Linked DNA regions of Mus musculus: all the other regions are linked to region 2. The links are chromatin contacts, called in public Micro-C and promoter capture Hi-C maps. All regions are on one chromosome and are shown on one strand. Each heading gives the region's core, a stretch centred on a gene start, on an enhancer-like site or on the middle of the called end of the contact. The rest is flanking DNA. Distances are from core to core; before and after follow the strand shown.

Evidence for each region. Promoter capture Hi-C pulls out the DNA fragments that hold promoters and counts their contacts. A called contact is a pair of places that touch in the nucleus more often than the background predicts.
Region 1: a Micro-C map of embryonic stem cells shows a contact between it and region 2, with 2.9 times the contacts expected there. The contact joins the promoter of Amer2 here to the promoter of Fgf9 in region 2. A contact is called at or near these places in 5 of 39 promoter capture datasets (cranial neural crest, liver, pre-B cells and 1 more) and 1 of 484 Hi-C or Micro-C datasets (embryonic stem cells).
Region 3: a promoter capture Hi-C map of liver shows a contact between it and region 2, with 4 times the contacts expected there. The contact joins the promoter of Nupl1 here to the promoter of Fgf9 in region 2. A contact is called at or near these places in 2 of 39 promoter capture datasets (hippocampal neurons and liver).

The regions. Positions count from the first base shown.
Region 1 is chr14:60,376,276-60,379,018 of GRCm38.p6, forward strand. Amer2 (APC membrane recruitment 2) reads left to right here and starts at 1,417. Exons shown (of 1, transcript NM_028113.4): 1 at 1,417-2,743. The coding sequence starts at 1,972.
Region 2 is chr14:58,071,372-58,074,356 of GRCm38.p6, forward strand. It overlaps Fgf9 (fibroblast growth factor 9), which reads left to right and starts at 1,315. Exons shown (of 3, transcript NM_013518.4): 1 at 1,315-1,961. The coding sequence starts at 1,685.
Region 3 is chr14:60,250,077-60,253,046 of GRCm38.p6, forward strand. Nupl1 (nucleoporin like 1) reads right to left here and starts at 1,403. Exons shown (of 15, transcript NM_170591.2): 1 at 1,087-1,403. The coding sequence starts at 1,193. It overlaps Gm38641 (a long non-coding RNA gene), which reads left to right and starts at 1,398. Exons shown (of 3, transcript XR_874661.1): 1 at 1,398-1,477.

The sequences.
Region 1 (2,743 bases), core at 167-2,666, 2.3 Mb after region 2:
AAGCAATTTCAGACTGGCATGGTTACATATATAGTAACACACTTTCTAGCCAGCATGGTGTGTTGATGTGTGTGTGTGTGTGTGTGTGTGTGTGTGTAAAGAACTGAGACAGACTTCCAATTGTCCTCCAAAAGCTTTCAAAGAAATAACAAGTGACTTTCTCTTTATAGTTCTTCATGTCTAATCTTTTGCAGGGCAAACGGGACTCTGTTCCATCATGTCACATGATCAATTAGAGCTTCAGGAAGTGGGCCAGTGAGAGGGCTCAGTAGGTGAGGATTCTTGCCCCCAAGTTTGATAACTGATCCTTAGGACCCACAAGGTAGAAGATGAAAACTTCCACAGGTTGTCCTCTGCTGTGGTACGTGTGTGCCCAGACACATAACACACAATACACACATACAAAAGAAGTAAATATTTTGAAAAGAAAACTCATTTTTTTTTAAAAGTCTGTTGTTGTATATTCTGTCCATAAAGAGTCCTGTTAGTAGGTGGAAAGAGCTGGTGGGGTTTGAACTCTGAAAACAGAAAGGTCCTTTGATTCCAGTCTCAGTTTAGAGCCGTTTTTTCATTGAGATGAGAAAGAGCAACATGACTGCTCAACTCCATGGTCTAACTGTGAACCCTGGAGGCTGCCTTGGCCAACAACTGAATCTGCAGTTCAGTATAAGTACAGTATATAAGTAACTCTGAATCTGCAAAATATAAGTAACTTGTGGAAAATAAATTCAAGAGAAGCAGGAAAGACTGGTGTTTGTATGTAAATAGTATATACAATCAAATAATCACTATATATAATCAATATTTTTAAAATAGGGTTATTAAGGATTATAAAACATGAATCTTTTCCAAATCCTTCCCTATTTTGCTGGCAAGCCCTTGGTTAGGAAAAGCTACAATGTTAGCAGTTGTCTTCAAAGTCAGAACACAGAAACCTTACCCACACAGGTTGTTCTCTGGAACCCAGTTCCCTTTGCCTCTAGACCAGTGGGGTCAGAAGCAACCACAGGGACGACCTCTGACCCCTGTCTGGTTTTCCCCCCTGTCCTATTGGGAAAGACAGCGAGTGGGGTCCTTGGGTGTTCTTAGACAGGGGTAGGCTGGGCACAACAGAGAGAGGTATACTTACCATACCCCTGAATGAAAGAGGAAGACTGAGCCCAGGCCTCTAAGACCCACCTGCAGAGGGATCAGAATTCTCCAACCTAAGTTCTCAGTGTGCTCAGTCTATTGTGACCAATTGGTGGCTTCTGTGACTTAAGCCCCATGTCACTGGGGTGGGGGATAAAAGCTTTGTGGTCTCCCAAAGGACCAGCGAACCCTAGGGGACTGTTGCACTTTCGTTGCTGAGAGCTGCTAATTGGTATTTGACTGACGGCTGTTGCTTCTGTAACAGGAAATCAGAGCCACATGATCAGAATACAGCATCAACCTGAAGAGGACTACATTCGGCACTGGACCAGACGCAGGCGTGAACAGATTGGCATGGTGCCTCTTGGGCTTAGTACCCACACGCTAAGACCTATGTGAAGGACCGGAGAAAGATAGGAGGCTGCATGAAGTCCAAAACAGATGATAAAGGAAAAGGCATTGTTCTTTGTGGACATGGGGGACGCATGTGTTAATTTTTGAAGCTGCGATCCTAGGAAAAGCTGGGCTAGAGGAAGAAGAACCTGAGGTGGTGAGAATCAACGCACTGGGATCCAAAGCCCATAATTATGAATTTCATTTTTTTCTTTCGCCTCGAGGCTGCGATGAAGGCTCTTGCTACACAAAAACCTATGTGGCACCCAGGATATTATATAAGCCCTTGGCAGGAGGGGAGATAGTCCGGTTTGTGCGCTTCAGCCGCCGCAGTTGCAGTAGCCACAGCGCAGCAGCGAGAGCCGCTCAGGTTGATTTAGAACGCGGGTGACAGTGGCCTGGCGCGAGCCTACGGCTGACGACAGCGGCTGATCCCACTCGGTTTCCATGGAGACGGGCAGGAGCCGCGGCGGCGGCGCGGCTGTCAGCGAGCGCGGCGGCGGCGCGCGCGCGGGGGTCTGCGGGAGGCAGGAGCAGGCCGGGGCCCTCGCTGCAGACATGGACTCGCATTGTGAGTGCGCCGCGGAGACGCCCGCCGCAGAGCCGCCGTCGGGGAAGATCAATAAGGCTGCGTTCAAGTTATTCAAGAAAAGGAAATCGGGGGGCACCATGCCCAGCATTTTTGGGGTCAAAAACAAAGGGGATGGGAAGAGCTCGGGGCCGACGGGAATGGTGAGAAGCAGGACCCACGACGGACTAGCCGAGGTGTTGGTGCTGGAGGGCAGCAAGAAGGAGGAGCCGCCTGGCGGGAGCGATCACAGCGGGGCCCGGCCGATCCCCGGACCCCCCAAACCCTCCGGGCCTGGCCTGGGCTCCCTGGCCAGCAGCTCGGTGGCCAAGTCCCACAGCTTCTTCTCCCTGCTGAAAAAGAACGGGCGATCGGAGACCGGCAAGGGAGACCATGCCGAGGCGAGCAAGGCTGGCGGCAAACAAAAGAGGGGGCTGAAAGGGATCTTCAGCAGCATGCGCTGGCACCGGAGGGACAAGCGCGGCAAGGAGGAGGAGGAGAAGGCGGTGCGCGCGGCGGGCCCGGGCAACCTGGTTCTGCCCGGTTCGCTCACCGCCAGCCTGGAGTGCGTCAAGGAGGAGCCGCCCCGAGCCGCGCGCCGCCCGGACAGCCCGGGCCAGGACGCCTCGCGACACGCAGCAGGTGAGCCCG
Region 2 (2,985 bases), core at 65-2,564:
TCGGGCCATGGAGCAACCCTGGAACTCGAGCCTTTCACTTCCAGGCAAAGTAGAGCTCAAGGTGGCAAAGCCCGTCCTGAGTAGCTTTGTTTGGGGGCGAGAGAGAACTCATTGGAACCTTCTCCCTGAAGACGCACACTCAGATCTGGGGCGTGAGTCGAACTCAAGGACAGGGGCTGTTTTCAGGCGCCCTGGGTGCCCTTTGCTCCTAGCCGCGGGAACCTGGGGGGAGGCAGGACCCGAACAACTCAAAGATGCGAACCAGAATTCCCTTAACAAACCCGAGTGTGGGCCCACCAGTGTGTGTGTTTTGTGTGTGTGTGTGTGTGTGTGTGTGTGTGTGTGTGTGTGTGTGTGTGAGGGAGAGAGAGAGAGAGAGAGTGAGAGAGAGGGAGAGAGAGAGAGAAGAATCTGACTCACACCCAACTGTCTTACCTGCAATATTGTTTGCGCGTCTGTAAGTCTGGCTGTAGAATGAAAGAGAAACTGCCCTGTCCAACCAAGCTCCCTACACCAACCCTTCCCTCCCAGTCTATTTTATAATGCGACGCAAGGTTACAGAGTCCGCGCGAAAACTGCTTTCTCAGTTCCCCTCTGACCCTGCGTCTCTAGCAAGCTAGATTTCTTGTGGCCGAATGTCTTCGGGCTGCTGCTTCCCGTCTCTGGCACCGCGTCTCCGGCGTCTCTAAAGCCGGGTTTCCTAGGTCGTCCTCCCGGAGAAGTCCCGCGCTCTGCCCGCCTGTGCCCGGCCTGCGGCAGAGCGGCTCGAGCGTCAGGGCGGGCGCTAGGACCGGGCGGAGCGGGGCGGCCGCCGCGCTACCTTAAACCCGGCCCAATGCCGCCGCCTGCGCCACTCTGCGCGCCGGCGGGGGCTGCGCAGGAGGAGCGCTCCGCGGCCACGGCGCTGCGCGGCCCGCGCGGCGACACCTGTTCGCGGCAGCCCGGGCAGCACGCGAGCTCCGGGACGCGGTCCTCGCCCGCCGCTTGCCGCTCGCCTCACTGCAAGCCGCTGGACCTCCGCAGAGCCTCTGCAGCGTTCTGGATACTAGCTTTGGACGCCGAAAGTTTTTTCCCCCTTCTTTTTGTTATATTATCTTTATTTTTTGGAGGAGGGACTGGGAGGAGAGATTTGTCGCCGCCGCCAACGTGAGATTTTTTTTTTCCCCTTGAAGGATTCATGCTGATGTCTGCAGAGTCGGTTAGAGAGTAAAAACAGCGCATGCCTTTCTGGAGTCAGGATCCGTAAATTCTGACGTAGCCCGAGCATCTTAAAAATCCCTGTAATATCGCCCAGGCACTTACGTTGCTATGGTCATTCTGATCTCTAAGCAAATGGAGAAACTACGGATTTTTTTCCCTTATTACGGTCGGATGGGATGAAGACCTTTCTGCCTGCTGAGAGTCGAGGCTCCATATGTAGCGATGCATAGCTGTGTTGATCAATGTCAGTGTGTGAGTATAAAGTGGTGGCTTCTTAGACTATCAGTGGTTTGACCTTGAACCTGTGCCAGAGAAACAGCCGATTACTTTTATTTATGCATCGGATGGATTGAAGAAAAGAACCCTTTTTCCCTCTCTGTCTGCAACTGCGGCAAGGGAGGGGAGTTGGATATACCTCGCCTAGTGTCTCCTGGTTGATACCATCATTATTGTTTATTCTTGTGCTTAAAAGCCGAGTCCTCTGATGGCTCCCTTAGGTGAAGTTGGGAGCTATTTCGGTGTGCAGGACGCGGTACCGTTCGGGAACGTACCGGTGTTGCCGGTGGACAGTCCGGTGTTGCTAAGTGACCACCTGGGTCAGTCCGAAGCAGGGGGGCTGCCCCGGGGCCCCGCAGTCACGGACTTGGATCATTTAAAGGGGATTCTCAGGCGGAGGCAGCTGTACTGCAGGACTGGATTTCATTTAGAGATCTTCCCCAACGGTACTATCCAGGGAACCAGGAAAGACCACAGCCGCTTCGGTAGGTATGCCTTTAACCCCTCACTGTCCACGCGCTGACACGGTCAGATTATTAACTACCAGAAAGGTGGTGGTTAGGCGGGGATGCTCGAAGGGCTATATTCTCATATTCATAACCCCTGCCCCCCACATCTTTGAGTATCTTGCCAGCCCAGGGAGGGGAAAAAGCCTCCGGAATTGCAGATCTGCGTCTGGCATTGGTGCAACTTCACCCTCAGAAGGCCCTTCTTTTCTTTTTCTTCTTCTTTATTTTTCTTAAAGGAGGGTGTGTGAGTGTGAGTATGAATATAACCCAAAGCCCAAGTTTTTTCATTTGATATGTGAGACGATAAGGTTTAAGAAGTTTCTTTTTAAACGGACCCATTTCCATTAGTTTAAAGCTTTAACCACTAAGAACTTTAAACTGCATCCAGTTTCCTGTAGGTAGCTGGTATCTTGCTCAAATTAAGTTTTTTTTTCTCCCTTCCCTTTTCCTCTAATAAGCATTCTGCCTGAATTGTAAATTAAGCGTGTCGTTTATTCCCGGTGGCTGGTCTGAAATCTCTCAGGCAAAGATTGCTGGGTGATCTGGGGGAAGCACTGAAGTCGTGTTTTAGATCCGAAACATCCGGGGCAGAAGCCCCTGGGGAAACTGACCCGAGTGGGGGCGGAAATCCCACTAGGGGTGCCGGCTCTTCCATCCGTTGGTTCCCAACCTCCGCTTTTTAATTTCCACAGCGTGTAGCCTTGTGTGGGTTTCCTGAGTGGCTTTCTGGTGTGAGTGTTTGCGTGCGCTTGCAAAAGCTGCAGGCTCATTTTAAAGGGCATTCCGAAGATTTCACGTTCCGAGCAGGGTACTTGTGACTCAGCACCGAAGGCTGCAGACTCAGGTGGGGACTCTGCCCACTTTCGTGCCTCCACACACGTGCCTGGCGGGGCACCTTCAGTGGTGCAGTGCTAAGTCAGCGAACACAGTTCTGCCTGGCGTTGGGGCGGGGGCGGGGTGTGTGGAATCTAGGTTTTTCCCCTTATTTAAAAAAAAGAAA
Region 3 (2,970 bases), core at 153-2,652, 2.2 Mb after region 2:
TGCACAGCCATGATGCACAGATGCAAGCAGAACACCCACACACATTAAATAAAAATAATTAAAATCTTTAAAAAAAAAAGAACTAAGTAAGATACACCATTAAAAACGACAAACCTAAAGCCAGTTAATCGATGACACAAGAAAACAAGGTGAAAGTTAAAAGAGACAGCAGAGCACACCGTCGCCTGTGTCTCGACAACATAGGTAGTGAAGATTAAGAAAGCATATGCAAAAATGGGACTTAACTGGGGCAGTCTGATTGTACTGTTATTTTGGATTTGCTGTATCTAACGGGGGCTGTTAAGAGAGAGAGAGAGAGAGAGAGAGAGAGAGAGAGAGCGAGCTTTCTTTGAGACATTAAGCCTATAGGTCTTGTTATGCCTCGGGAGATACCTGTCCTTCGAGTACACATTTCCTCATTTGATCAACTCTTTACCAAAGGCCGAGTCTGAGTGATTAATGCTTTCAGTGAAATAGCTTTTTGGAATCCCTAGCTACTCATCTGTCACTACCGGAATCTATTACACAAACTGAAGAATATACCACTTAAGCTTGCAGTGAACGGAAAAGATCATGTGGTGGATGGTTATAACACAAAATGCTTTGCGATGCTATGCTAATCTGTATAGGGCACAAAATAACTATGATACAATACATGCCATAAAAATGTTAAAAAGACAGAAGGGGGTCCTGTGGCACAAAGGCTTGAAACAAACAAAAAATCATAAATCCAATGCATCGTAACGTTCAAAACCGAAATCTAAACCACCCGGGGATATTTTTTTTAACTTACATCCTACCTATTTTTCTGTTCCTAAAAGCCAGCAACAAGCTGTCATTCATTCAACACTCATTCTATCCCTGAACCCGAGGGGTCGCGTAGGCGTAGCCGCGACTCCAGGCCGCTTCCCGCAGTCGGGCCCACTCCGCGTCGTCGCGGCGCGACCGGGGACTGCAGAGCCTCGGCGGCAGGGGTCCACAGCCCACTGCGCGGCTCGTAGGGAAGCCTAGCAGCCTGAAGGCAGGCCTCGATGTGCAGACCTCCGCGGGGAAGCACCAGGGTCCCCTGCTAGGCGGCACCATTACCTAGACGCGACGGTCCCGAAGGAGAAGCCGCTGCCCGCTCCGGTCCCGCCGGGGGCCACAGTGGTGGAGCCGAGGGTCCCAGACCCGAAGGAGAACCCCGTGGCCATGGCGGCCCTTGGCGCGAAGGCGTCAGCTAGGGTGGAGAGGCCTAGGACGCTTCTGTCCCTTCACTGCCGAAGAGGGACGTGCCACATAGCTGGTGCCCAGCGGGTACCGGGTGGGAAACAACCCCAAGCGGCGGTGCGGCAAGGCGAGGGCGGAGTGGGCGGAGCCACAGGCGAACGCATGCGCGACACCGCCCGCGCGCCGAACGCACTAGAAGCGCGCCCGCCGCGCAGGGAACCCTGGGATCGGAGTGGAAGCGGTACTCGTGTGAGGCCGGGCGGATGAGGTAAGGTGGGCGCCCCGCCTACTCGCTTAAAGCGCTAAGCCCCTGAAGTGCCCGGAGAGTCTCGCGGGATTTCGTGCTTTACTTCCTGAATGAAGGCCCTGGAGTGCGGCTTCGGTCCGGCCTCCTGTCAAAAGCCATGCGTAGAGTTCTAGAGTTGGAGAAGACCTTGGTCGTCACCTCACATTCCTCCAAGGGGACGTCTGAGTTTCATTTGGGTGTCGCTGCACCCGAGAAAAAAAGAGGGTGTCTACCTTTTGAGGGTCCAGAAATGTACGGGTTTTAAGTCGCACACGCTTCCGGTCAGCACCCCATGGTACTGCACGCTTGTGCTTCCTGCACGGAGGGTTCAGCGGGGCGGCGTGACACTGCCAGGCTCCTCTGCCTCCGAGTCTGAGGTCAGGACACTGTGCCCCAAATCCTAGTGGACGGTGAATGGGATGGGTGCCGTTCTTGGGGACCTTCCCTGAAGACTGCTTCCTGGCTATGTGGCTTTCCCATAACTTGGGGTATTTACGAGAGGAACTGCGAATTGGAAAGTGTAAGGACAGGGATGAGCGATCTGGCTGGAGAGCTGGCTCAGCACCGACTGCTCTTCCAGAGATCCTGAGTTCAATTTCCTAGCAACCACATGGTGGCTCACAACCATCTGTAAAGGGATCTGATGTCCTCTTCTGGTGTGTCTGAAGACAGCTACAGTGCACTCATACATAAAATAAATAAATCTGAAAAAAAAAAAAAACCCAGAGGGATGTAAATTAGAATGTACGGGCACCCGGAGCAACGTGGGCACCAAGAAATGCTTCTTAGCGGTGGTCTGGGGACACTGCCATCATATCATGGTTCTTTAATTCTCTGGCAGGAATTGGCATACTATTCCTGCAAGTGCGTTGACCAGCTGCCAAGTTTTGTTCGATGAAATTGATCCCATCATCAGACCCCTCAGATTTATGCTAAAGCACAATCCTCCCCATGGTAGTGATTCGAACAAAAGCCCAACGGTCTCTGAGTCTGGCCCTCAGTGCCCTTTATATGACAAATCCTTGGCACTTCTTTTCTCACAGCTCCCCCACAATTCAGCACTTGTTTTGTGTTGACCTTGAGCATTGCTACCTGCAGTTGGCTGAACCGGAACACCCTCCAGATTCATTGTAGAGCCCTGTCCTCTCCCCCAAATACTCATAGTGATGAAAACTCTGTTCCTCGCCATTTCCCTTTGGCAGGTCACAAAAGTTAGATGACGTCAAAAGGTGTGTTTGGCACATGATGTCATGTCAGCCATGAGCCATGCAAACTACAATAAGGAGTAACCTGGCAAGATATCTTTATTGGTGCAGTAGTGGCATGAATGTCCCAGTAAACTTTCCTTTTAACTGGAAAAAAAAAAACAAAAACAAAAAACCTAAGAGGAACCCAGATTTTTATTGAAAGGCTCCAAAACTTGAAAATACCAACATAAAATTAGCAAGAGCTACATGTCTGGCTCTGAGGACTCA